Linked DNA regions of Ovis aries: region 1 is linked to region 2. Evidence: chromatin contacts called from public Hi-C data. All regions are on one chromosome and are shown on one strand. The core of a region is the stretch at or near the end of the contact, and the rest is flanking DNA. Distances in the headings are between cores, read along the strand shown. Region 1 overlaps IFNAR1 (interferon alpha and beta receptor subunit 1). Region 2 overlaps IFNGR2 (interferon gamma receptor 2).

What was found. A called contact is a pair of places that touch in the nucleus more often than the background predicts.
Region 1: a contact with region 2 is called in a Hi-C map of tail adipose tissue, with 5 times the contacts expected there. The contact joins two enhancer-like sites. A contact is called at or near these places in 9 of 16 Hi-C or Micro-C datasets (blood, hypothalamus, mesenteric adipose tissue and 5 more).

What each region holds. Positions count from the first base shown.
Region 1 is chr1:122,845,045-122,850,020 of ARS-UI_Ramb_v3.0, forward strand. IFNAR1 (interferon alpha and beta receptor subunit 1) reads right to left here. Exons shown (of 8, transcript NM_001009748.1): 8 at 1,909-4,976. Among named protein-coding and RNA genes, the nearest start is that of IFNAR1, 29 kb to the right of the region's middle. Within about 2 kb of position 3,582, at least 8 of the 54 cell types and tissues checked have an H3K27ac peak or open chromatin away from gene starts, as enhancers often do.
Region 2 is chr1:122,755,599-122,760,004 of ARS-UI_Ramb_v3.0, forward strand. It overlaps IFNGR2 (interferon gamma receptor 2), which reads right to left. Exons shown (of 7, transcript XM_015092370.3): 7 at 636-1,630. The coding sequence ends at 1,448. Among named protein-coding and RNA genes, the nearest start is that of IFNGR2, 32 kb to the right of the region's middle. Within about 2 kb of position 2,518, at least 7 of the 54 cell types and tissues checked have an H3K27ac peak or open chromatin away from gene starts, as enhancers often do.

The sequences.
Region 1 (4,976 bases), core at 2,332-4,831, 91 kb after region 2:
TAGTTCCCCAACCATGGATCAAACGCATACCCCCGGCACTGGAAGCAGTCTTAACTGCTGGACTGCCAGGGAAGTCCCTCAAAAGTCTTTTTTATAAAAACTCATAATCATCTCTTTCCATAAGTAAAATACCAGAGTATTCAAAGCATTGTATAGCAACAAAAGTTTTAGTAATGCCCCACGCACTATTTGAAACACACTTATACTAAACAATTATTCACTGTTTATGAATTATTCATTACTCACTGAAATGAAAACTCAGTTTCACTGGGTGTCCTATGTTTTTGTTAAATGTTGCAACCCTAAACGATATACAGTCTTCAGATACATACCACTTTCTTCATGTTTCCTCATGATACAACCATCTAGGAACCTGTTTTGAAAATACCAGCTAGTTGTGAACCTAAAGAGGGTGACTTGTCTTCCCCTAGTGGCGAATCGAGTCAAGTGGTAATTCAAGGTCGCACTTAATCACTTGAACACTTACTGTCAGCTGCAAAGTGTTAAAAAAAAAAAAAAAAAAGGTCCTTGCGTTTATGGAGCTTGCCACCTAGAGAAGGGGATGTATTTTGGGGGATGCTATAAAATCTCTCCTAAGGCAGTGTCTCTGACAGACATGAAGGGACAGGTGGGCACAAAGGTGACTTCCATGTATGCACATGGTGGAGGTCTTCCAGGAAGATTTCAGACTGGATGGTGCCCCTTTATTCTGAAACACTCAGAATCATCTTTTTTTTTTTTTTTTTTGCTGCTTCACACAGCATGAGGGATCTTAGTTCCCTGACCAGGGATTGAACCTGGGCCCACAGCTGTGAAAAGTTCAGAGTCCTAACCACTGGACCACCAGGAAATTCTCCATGTCTTTTTAAAAGTTAAATTCGAGGATTGAAGCATGATAAAATCTGGATCAGACAGTGGTACACAAAAAGGCACGTTGCTATTTTATGATACATTTAAGGCCTAAATCCAGTCTTTTGGAAAAACGGTCCATCTTTCTAATGGAGAGATAGGAAAATGTTTTCTTCTTATTCAGTCATCCACTTTCCCCTCTGCTCCTTCTGATGGACCCAGGAAATCTGGGGAAGTAGGACCGTGGAGGGATTGGCAAGTCACTGTGAGGAGAAATGTTTCTTGAGTAACTTTTTTCTGGCTATGCCACACAGGATCTTTCCCAACCAGGGACTGAACCCCTGCCCCCTGCACTGGGAGCCTGGAGTCTACCCACTGGACCACCAGGGAAGAGAGAAATTAGACGTCTAATTTAAAAGTGCTACTGAGAGACGTAATTTTTCCATTTTTTCCCTCTTCCCAGAATATCGACTCAGCCCGCTTTTTCACGGTTGGTCAACTACCATGAGCTGCTGACATGAGCTACCACGCAGAAGAAAAAAAACTGGATGTTACTGGTATTTGTCACTAGTGTTAAGTAACAGGGGCGTCTCTTGTGCATCAGAGATGAAATTATTAACATTCACTTCCCTGTACATTTTGGGAAAATATTTGAGGACAGTTACTAAAAACACATGATGAGGATTCTCACTTTGAATGTCAATGGTGTTTAACTTCAGATCAATTTACGTGTGGGACTGGGGAGTCTCCTTCAAGAGCATATCCAGAGAAGAAACGTTGGCCAAAGGGAACAGCATGCTTTGAGGGGGCAGGGTCTGCATTACGACTGCAGACTCACTGGCTCAAGGCTGTGTCCAGCCAAGTCTAAACACAAGGTTGTGAAAAAAAAGCAAGGACTGTGCGAGAGCTCCCAGCCCGGGGTGGACCCTTCGGGACACCAATGCCGGGCGCGGCCCCCCTGGCACGGGGCCAGCCCGCTCTGCTGCGAACACCTCACGAAGGCAGCAGCCACAGCACCTGTGATGCTTACGTTCAATCAGTTCAAGCAAAACCACCATGGAATCCAAGACTCAGTGTTTATTACAGAAAATGTTAAAACTGTTTAAAAATGAATGGCAGTGGGCATTAAGACAAAGTACACACGAAGTAAGATACAAACACTGGCAACACTGGCTGTTTTCATAGAAACACTGGAAATATGGCCGTGTCCTTCTATACCTCAATAAGACATACAAACAGAAACACCCACTTGGTTCAAATCCTAGGTTTCCCTCACTTGACAATTATTTCCTACGCACTTTTTCCGCGCGAGGCACCGCACTCTGGTAGGTACTGGGGATACAGTGCTAAGTGTTTATTCCTGAGCTCACAGAGCTTCTGGTCCCCTGGGAGGGGCAGACAGACACCAGCTGAAACGAACACAAACGTGTCAGGTAATACAAGGGTTACAGGGATGGGGAGGAGGTAGGAAAAGCTTCTGAACACTTCCAAATTCTTAGGAGCAATCTGAGGCTGCTTTGAAGGTAGGTTTGGGGAAAAGATGTTACACAAACTATATATATATATATATATATATACTTAAAAATTTATTTGACAGTGTCGAGTCTTAGTTGTGGCATGTACAATCTAGTTTCCCTGACCAGGTATCAAACCCGGGGCCCCTGCATTGGGAGCTCAGTCTTAGCCACTGGACCACCAAGAAGTCCCTAAACATATATTTTTGAAATAACTTTATATGTTGCAAATTTCTGGTCAAGATTTTGAAGCTCGTAGTTCTAGAGCAGCACTTACCCTTTTCTAATTAGAACCTACGCTAAGTGTTTATGGATGTACTAGTGGCAGTCGGAGAAGGCGATGGCACCCCACTCCAGTACTCTTGCCTGGAAAATCCCATGGACGGAGGAGCCTGGTGGGCTGCAGTCCATGGGGTTGCTGAGGGTCGGACACGACTGAGACACTTCACTTTCACGCATTGGAGAAGGAAATGGCAGCCCACTCCAGTGTTCCTGCCTGGAGAATCCCAGGCACGGGGGAGCCTGGTGGGCTGCCGTCTGTGGGGTCGCACAGAGTTGGACACGACTTCAGTGCCTTAGCAGCAGCAGCAGTGGCATAGTAGCCAGCATCATGTCTGTACATGTGTGTTTACAGACCCATGTCACTACGTATATATTAATCTATATTACATATGAATACATGATTTCCAGCTGTAATGACACGAATCTTCTACATAAATGCTTATATTATATCCACCCTCTCTAAGAGCTATCAGTATCACAGATCTGAGGGAGTTTATTGCTGCTCTCAAGTATATAGTATTTGCAAGCAAACTATTTTTTTGGAAAAAAATACTTACCATCTTATAAGCAAGCACATCTTGATTAAGCTACATGTGGACCACAATGAAGAATGGGATGGAACTGCATTTTCAGGTCTACAAGATGCAGCAAAACAGGGGTTTTTGTTTGAGGCCGCTCAGATGCTTGTTCACTGAAAACCACAGGGGATCTTAAACCCGACACACATACTCCCACACCCAGGGGCCTAGTGACTTCAGCAGCGTCTCTGCCTTATAATGCCCTAGTTTTCCCTCTGCCACATCCCACAAAGGCACTGTTCCCAGTCTGAAGCAGCTTTTTTCCTGTGGAAAATCCCAGGCCTGAGTGCAGGGCAGGCCAGGGGCCCTGACCCAGCGCGGAAGCCGGCGAGGGCAGGGTCCTCTCGATAGTGACAAGTTCCCACGGACGGATGGGGCTTTTCCCAGAGAAGGGCCAGTCCTGATCTGCTTTAAACCAAATGCCTCTGGTCAGTGGATCAGAAGTGTTTGGGTCCCTGGAAGGATTCTGCAGCAGAGAACTACCCTGGTGGGGCGCCCCTGACCGTGTGCCTCTGGTCAGTGGATCAGAGGTGTTTGGGTCCCTGGAAGGATTCTGCAGCAGAGAACTACCCTGGTGGGGCGCCCCTGACCGTGTGCTCCCCGATGGTGGCCCAGAGGAGCACGAGGTGCTCTGGAGAGGACAGGCGGGGCACCACGGCCCTTCCCAGTGCGGCTGCTTTCAACCTCTTCTTCCACTCAGAAGACCCCACGGACCACTCTAAACGAGCCCGGCCGGACTTGATGAGCTGGGTGGTGCCATCTCTCTTCCCTCTCAGTCCCGCTGCAACGACTGAAGCTGAGAACTTGGCCTCAGAGGTAGCCAGAATTCCTACACTTCCTTTCTCTGCAGGAGCTCCATGAATAAGCCAAAATAGCAAAGTCATTTAAACATAAGCTACAGATGCCTTTGAGAGGTATTGCATAATTTAAAAAACTTGGGTTTCCTTCCTAGTTCATTTCCTCCCACACTCTGATGATAAATAACTTGCATGTCCTTGAGTGCATGCAGGCTGAGCGAAGCGACACCTGAGTGTTGCCCCACAGTGGACAGAAGCCGGCCTGCTGTTACGAAGTGACACAGATGAGCCATGGAAACAAATGCCACCCCTCAGGATGTTAGTTATCAGAAGTTGACGACGCACATTATTCTTATTTTTCACTAAAGCCACCTGCTTCTTTCCCACTGACTCACTCTACTTACTGTTTCTCAGTAGCATTTTCTGATCCCAAGACTTTACATACACTGTCACTAATGTGACACGCTCCCATATCTTAAGGGATAACAGTAACTTCTCTACTCAGACTGTTTCCCATTTCTTTGTAATTTTTGGGATTATGCCTTCTAATCAGAAGCTACTGTCCTAATGTTCTGAAACAGGAAGGCTTAATGTACATATAGTAAAAGATGACATGGTTTTAATCCTAAACTGTGGAAGGGCTGGGTAACTGTCATGTAGAGGCCAATGTAATTGGTACGCGTGTGTGCATGCTCAGTCGCTTCAGTGTCCGACTCTGTAACCTCATGGACTGTAGCCTGCCAGGCTCCTCCGTCTATGGGATTTTCCAGGCATGAATACTGGAGTGGGTTGCCATGCCCTCCTCTAGAGGATCTTCCCATCCCAAGGACTGAATCCACATCTCTTGCAACTGGTATAAATGTGACTGGTATAAACAGAGAGAATCCCCCTGAAAATCTATAAGGACCACGTTTCTGGCATGTGCAGCTGTTTTCCAGAGTAAGCTACTTTTTCAG
Region 2 (4,406 bases), core at 1,268-3,767:
CTCCCCTGGGGTGGGGGTGGGGTGTCCTTTCCTCTCTTGTCATCCTGGATGGCAGGGGTCATGATTGGTTAGAAAGGCAGCCCAAGGGCCAATTCCTCGCCAGAGGTACAGGGCCCACCTGAGACAGCAGGTGGTTCCATCCACCAGTCCTAGGTACTTCATGGACCTACTGCGTCTCTACTTCCCGTTGTCAAGGTTAGGCTGCCCGTGGGGGCTTCTTTCTGAAGCAGAACTTACGGCAACATGTCACTTTCTATGTGTGTTGGAGGGGAGGTGTGAAGTGATGCATCCATTTCCTAAACCTCAGGAATCAGATAAATGGATTTTTAGCCCATTAGTACTTGCCCAATGAGAAGACCAGCAGCCCAGCGGATACATTGTTGGCCATGAGCTCCTTCCCTTTACACGCCTTGCTCGACGTATGCAACACATCACGTACGAATGCAGGGCTGATGCAGCTTCTGCGAACCCCCCTGCCTAACTTTTCAAGCAGTCCAGTGACACAAGTCAGAAGGTCTTGCTGCATGACCTCTGGGTGAGTCTGCTGGGGGTCAGAGATAGCGTCATAGCAAAAAGCTGAAACTGCAGAAAAGAGGCTAAAATAAAGGAGGTGGAGAGGAAACCTTCACACAGACTTTCAAGTGTCTATTCATTTATTTACAGTTTTTGGCCTCACTGTGCAACAATGTAGGATCGTAGTTCCCCGACCAGGGGTCAAACCCGCCATCTCCAGCACCGGAAGCATGGAGTATTAGCCACTGGGTCACCAGGCTGATAAAAAGTTAGTGAAACAGTCTTTTATTTCTAGTTTGGAAAAAAAGAAAGTCCCTTAAATTACTAGAAAACTGTTTATAGGATTAATTACATTTTAAGCCAGGAGACTGGGCATTAAGGACCACTCAGTGTCCTTTGATGGGAGAGGCTGGGACAGGTTCCGTGACCTGTGCAAAGGGCTCGAGGTCCTTGCCAGAGCCAAGGAGAAGACCCCGTCTCCTGACCACCCAGCCCAGGCAACAATGTCCAAAATATCACAGCCTGTTTGCTAACAAATAATTACATGCCTTTTTAGTGTTTAAGCAAAAACTTTTTTTTTTTTTTTGGTTGCAGAATCAGTCTAGAAACTTACAGGATTTAGGCCTTGTGGTTCCGCTGGTAAAGAATCTGCATGTAATGCGGAAGACCCTGGTTCGAGCCCTGGGTTGGAAAGATTCTCTGGAGAAGGGCAAGGCTACCCACTCCAGGACTCTGGGCTAGAGAATTCCATGGCCTATATAGTCCCTGGGGTCGCAAAGAGTTGGACACGACTGAGCGACTTTCACTAGTTAAAAAAAATGTTTGTCTCTCTCACAACTAACTTCTTCCCAGGCACCCCAGGGTCTTTTTGTGACGAGACTAAGGAGCAAGTGGCTCTATCCAGTCCTGACAGGCTTGTCGCAGCTTCCTTGGGTCAGAGAACTCCTTCCGTGGGCTGGTGGCTTGGATCAGCGTTTTGGTTCCAAGAGCTTTGGGGAGTCCCTTCTTGCTCATTCTCTGGAAACGTCACAACTGACACGGAGTCCCAGGTGTCTTCCTTTGGTGAGCTGTCCTTGTCCAGGGCGTCTAAGATGGGCTGAGCCGGGTCCTTTAAATACTTGAAAAATTGAAAACCATCACCATAATTAGTCTGCAAGTTCCCGATATCAGACATTTTGATTTTAGTTCGAGTTGGCATAATCCTGTATCATTTTGGTGTAACTTCCACTTCTATCCTCCAACGAAACAGCTTCAGAAATCCTGAAAACCCCTCCCCGCCCTTCCTGTCAATAGCTTTCACACGAATCCAAGGGCCAACCAAGGGGATACTCTGAAAGTGTGTAAGGTGTGTAACTCAGGAAATGACTTGCTGCACTGGCTGGATGAGGGCTTGTGGGCTATTCACCTGGAATGTCTCTGGAATTCTAACTTTTAAGGAAAGGAGGAAATGAAGCCTCCTGGTCACCTACAAGGTGAGGGTGAAGAGGGAAAGTTCACGGGCATTTTTTTCTCAGCTACCCCAACCCACTAGGTGTTTCTGCTTTATATAACATACACGTGGGTGTGGAGGATCTGCAGCGGACAGCCATGGGTGAATGAGAAAGTGCAGGTCCTTGATGCGAAATGCTGATCTGCACCCTTAACGTGCCATGTCTCTCCTGCCTCTGCTTTGGGCTTAGACATCAATTACCAAGGGCTTTCCAGGTGGCTCAGCGGTAAAGAATCCGCCTGCCAAAGCAGGAGACGCAGGTTCGATCCCTGGGTCAGGAAGACTCCCTGCAGGAGGGCATGGCATCCCACTCTGGTATTCTTGCCTGGGAAATCCCATGGACAGAGGAGCCTGGCAGGCTACAGTCCATGGGGGTCGCAGGGAAGTCGGACACGAATGAGCAACTGAACGACCACCACCACAACCAAGTTACCAAGAACCTACTGCGTGGCTCTTGGAAATGCTGAAAGATACTGAAATCCAGTCAGCTTAGCTCTGGCTGGCAAGAGGAGGGACAGCGGCGGGTCACGTGTGCTTGCGGAACCTCACAAACAGAATGCAGCCAGCTTAGCGCTGGCTGGCGAGCAGAGGAGCAGCAGCGTGTCACGTGCACTTGTGAAACCCCCAAAATACAAGTGAAACATGAGTCATTTTCTCATGTAACTTCAGTGACCTTTGATATAGACTTTTCACACTTTCCCAGGAAAGCAAATCGAAAGACTCTGTGTTTTAGGTTCAAGCCCCAAAGAAACAAGTAGCAGTAAATTCACTTACTGGGGCCCTGCTGCTAGTTCTACTGAGAGACGGTTTTTTGTTTTTTGTTTTGTTTTGTTTCTTAGTTTTTTGGCTTCATCACACGGCATGCGGGATCTCAGTTCCCTGATCAGGCACTGAACCTGCGCTCTCTGCAGTGGAAGTGCAGAGTCTTAACCACTGGACACCAGGGAAGTCCCGAGACGGAGATCATTAATGCAAGTAAAACTCCGAGCTGACAGCTGTTCTGGTGTGACAGTATTAACCAGGAAAATTGGTTGCTGTTGTTTTTGCCGTTATTGCAGTTTTGTGGTAGGAACACCTAACTTGAGTTCTACTCTCTAAACACATCTTGAAGTGCACGTGCGTGCTCGGTCACTCAGCCGTGTCCAGCACTTTGCAACCCTATGGGCTGTAGCCCGCCAGGCTCCTCTGTTCGTGGGATTTCCCAGGCAAGAATACTGGAGTGGGTTGCCATTCCCTTCTCCAGGGGACCTTCCCGACCCAGGGATGGAACCCGAGTCTCCCTGTGCCTCCAGCATGGGTAGGTGGAATCTTTACCACCACGCCACCCGGGAAGCCTGTTTAAGGGCACAACACAGTACTAATTATAGCACAATCTTGTACAGCAGAAACCAGAACTTATTCATCTTGCATAACTGAAACTTCCTACCGTTTGAAAGCAACGCCCTGCTCCCCTCTCCCCTCACCCCTGGTAGCCACTCTGTCACTCTCTGCTTTTCTATGAGTTTGACTATTATTCTACTTAGAGTCTTCAAAAAGCAGAATCCTACAGCATCTGTATGCAGGTCCCAGTAGGGAGTTCAACATGTATTTCTCATAATGTCTGTATCCCTTAAACAGCTCATGACATATAAAGGAAAAAAAGTGACTGCAGCTCTTTCTAGACTTTGTCTATATAGACGAGATATAACAACATGAGACTCTGTTTCTAGTACTTTTATTCTGATTTTCCTGAAGAATGATAAACCTCCAGAGGCAAACAGTTTCAAGTATTCTTCTGTCAGCTAGCTTCTGATCCCAAGAACGTCCCAACGTCCTCAGAGGACCTGGCTGCCTCACTGTGCCTTGGGGAGGGGGGCTGCGGTGTGGCTGGGCAGGAAAACAAGACTTTCTGTAAGACCCGCTGGACTATGAAGAAGGCTGAGCACCAAAGAATTGATGCTTTCAAACTGGAGTGCTGGATAAAACTTTTGAGAATCCCCTGGACAGCAAGGAGATCAAACCAGGCAATCCTAAAGGAAATCAACCCTGAATATACATTGGAAGTTGGAAGGACTGGTGCTGAAGCTGAAGCTCCAATACTTTGACCACCTGATGCAAAGAGTCGACTTGTTGGAAAAGCCCCTGATGCTGGGAAAGACTGAGGGTAAGAGGATAAGCTGGTTGGATGGCATCACCGACTCAATGGACATGAGTTTGAGCAAACTCCGGGAGATGGTGAAGGACAGGGAAGCCTGGTGTGCTGTGGTTCATGGGGTTGGACATGACTTAGCAACTGAACAAGGCCCACCCATTCCACTTTTCTTTCTTAAATTCTTTAAAGTAACATGGCCTGTGCGCTAGGCATGCAAGGCTTTGAGCTCATGGCTCTCGGTGTGTTTACTCTAGAATCCTCCTGCACACTGTC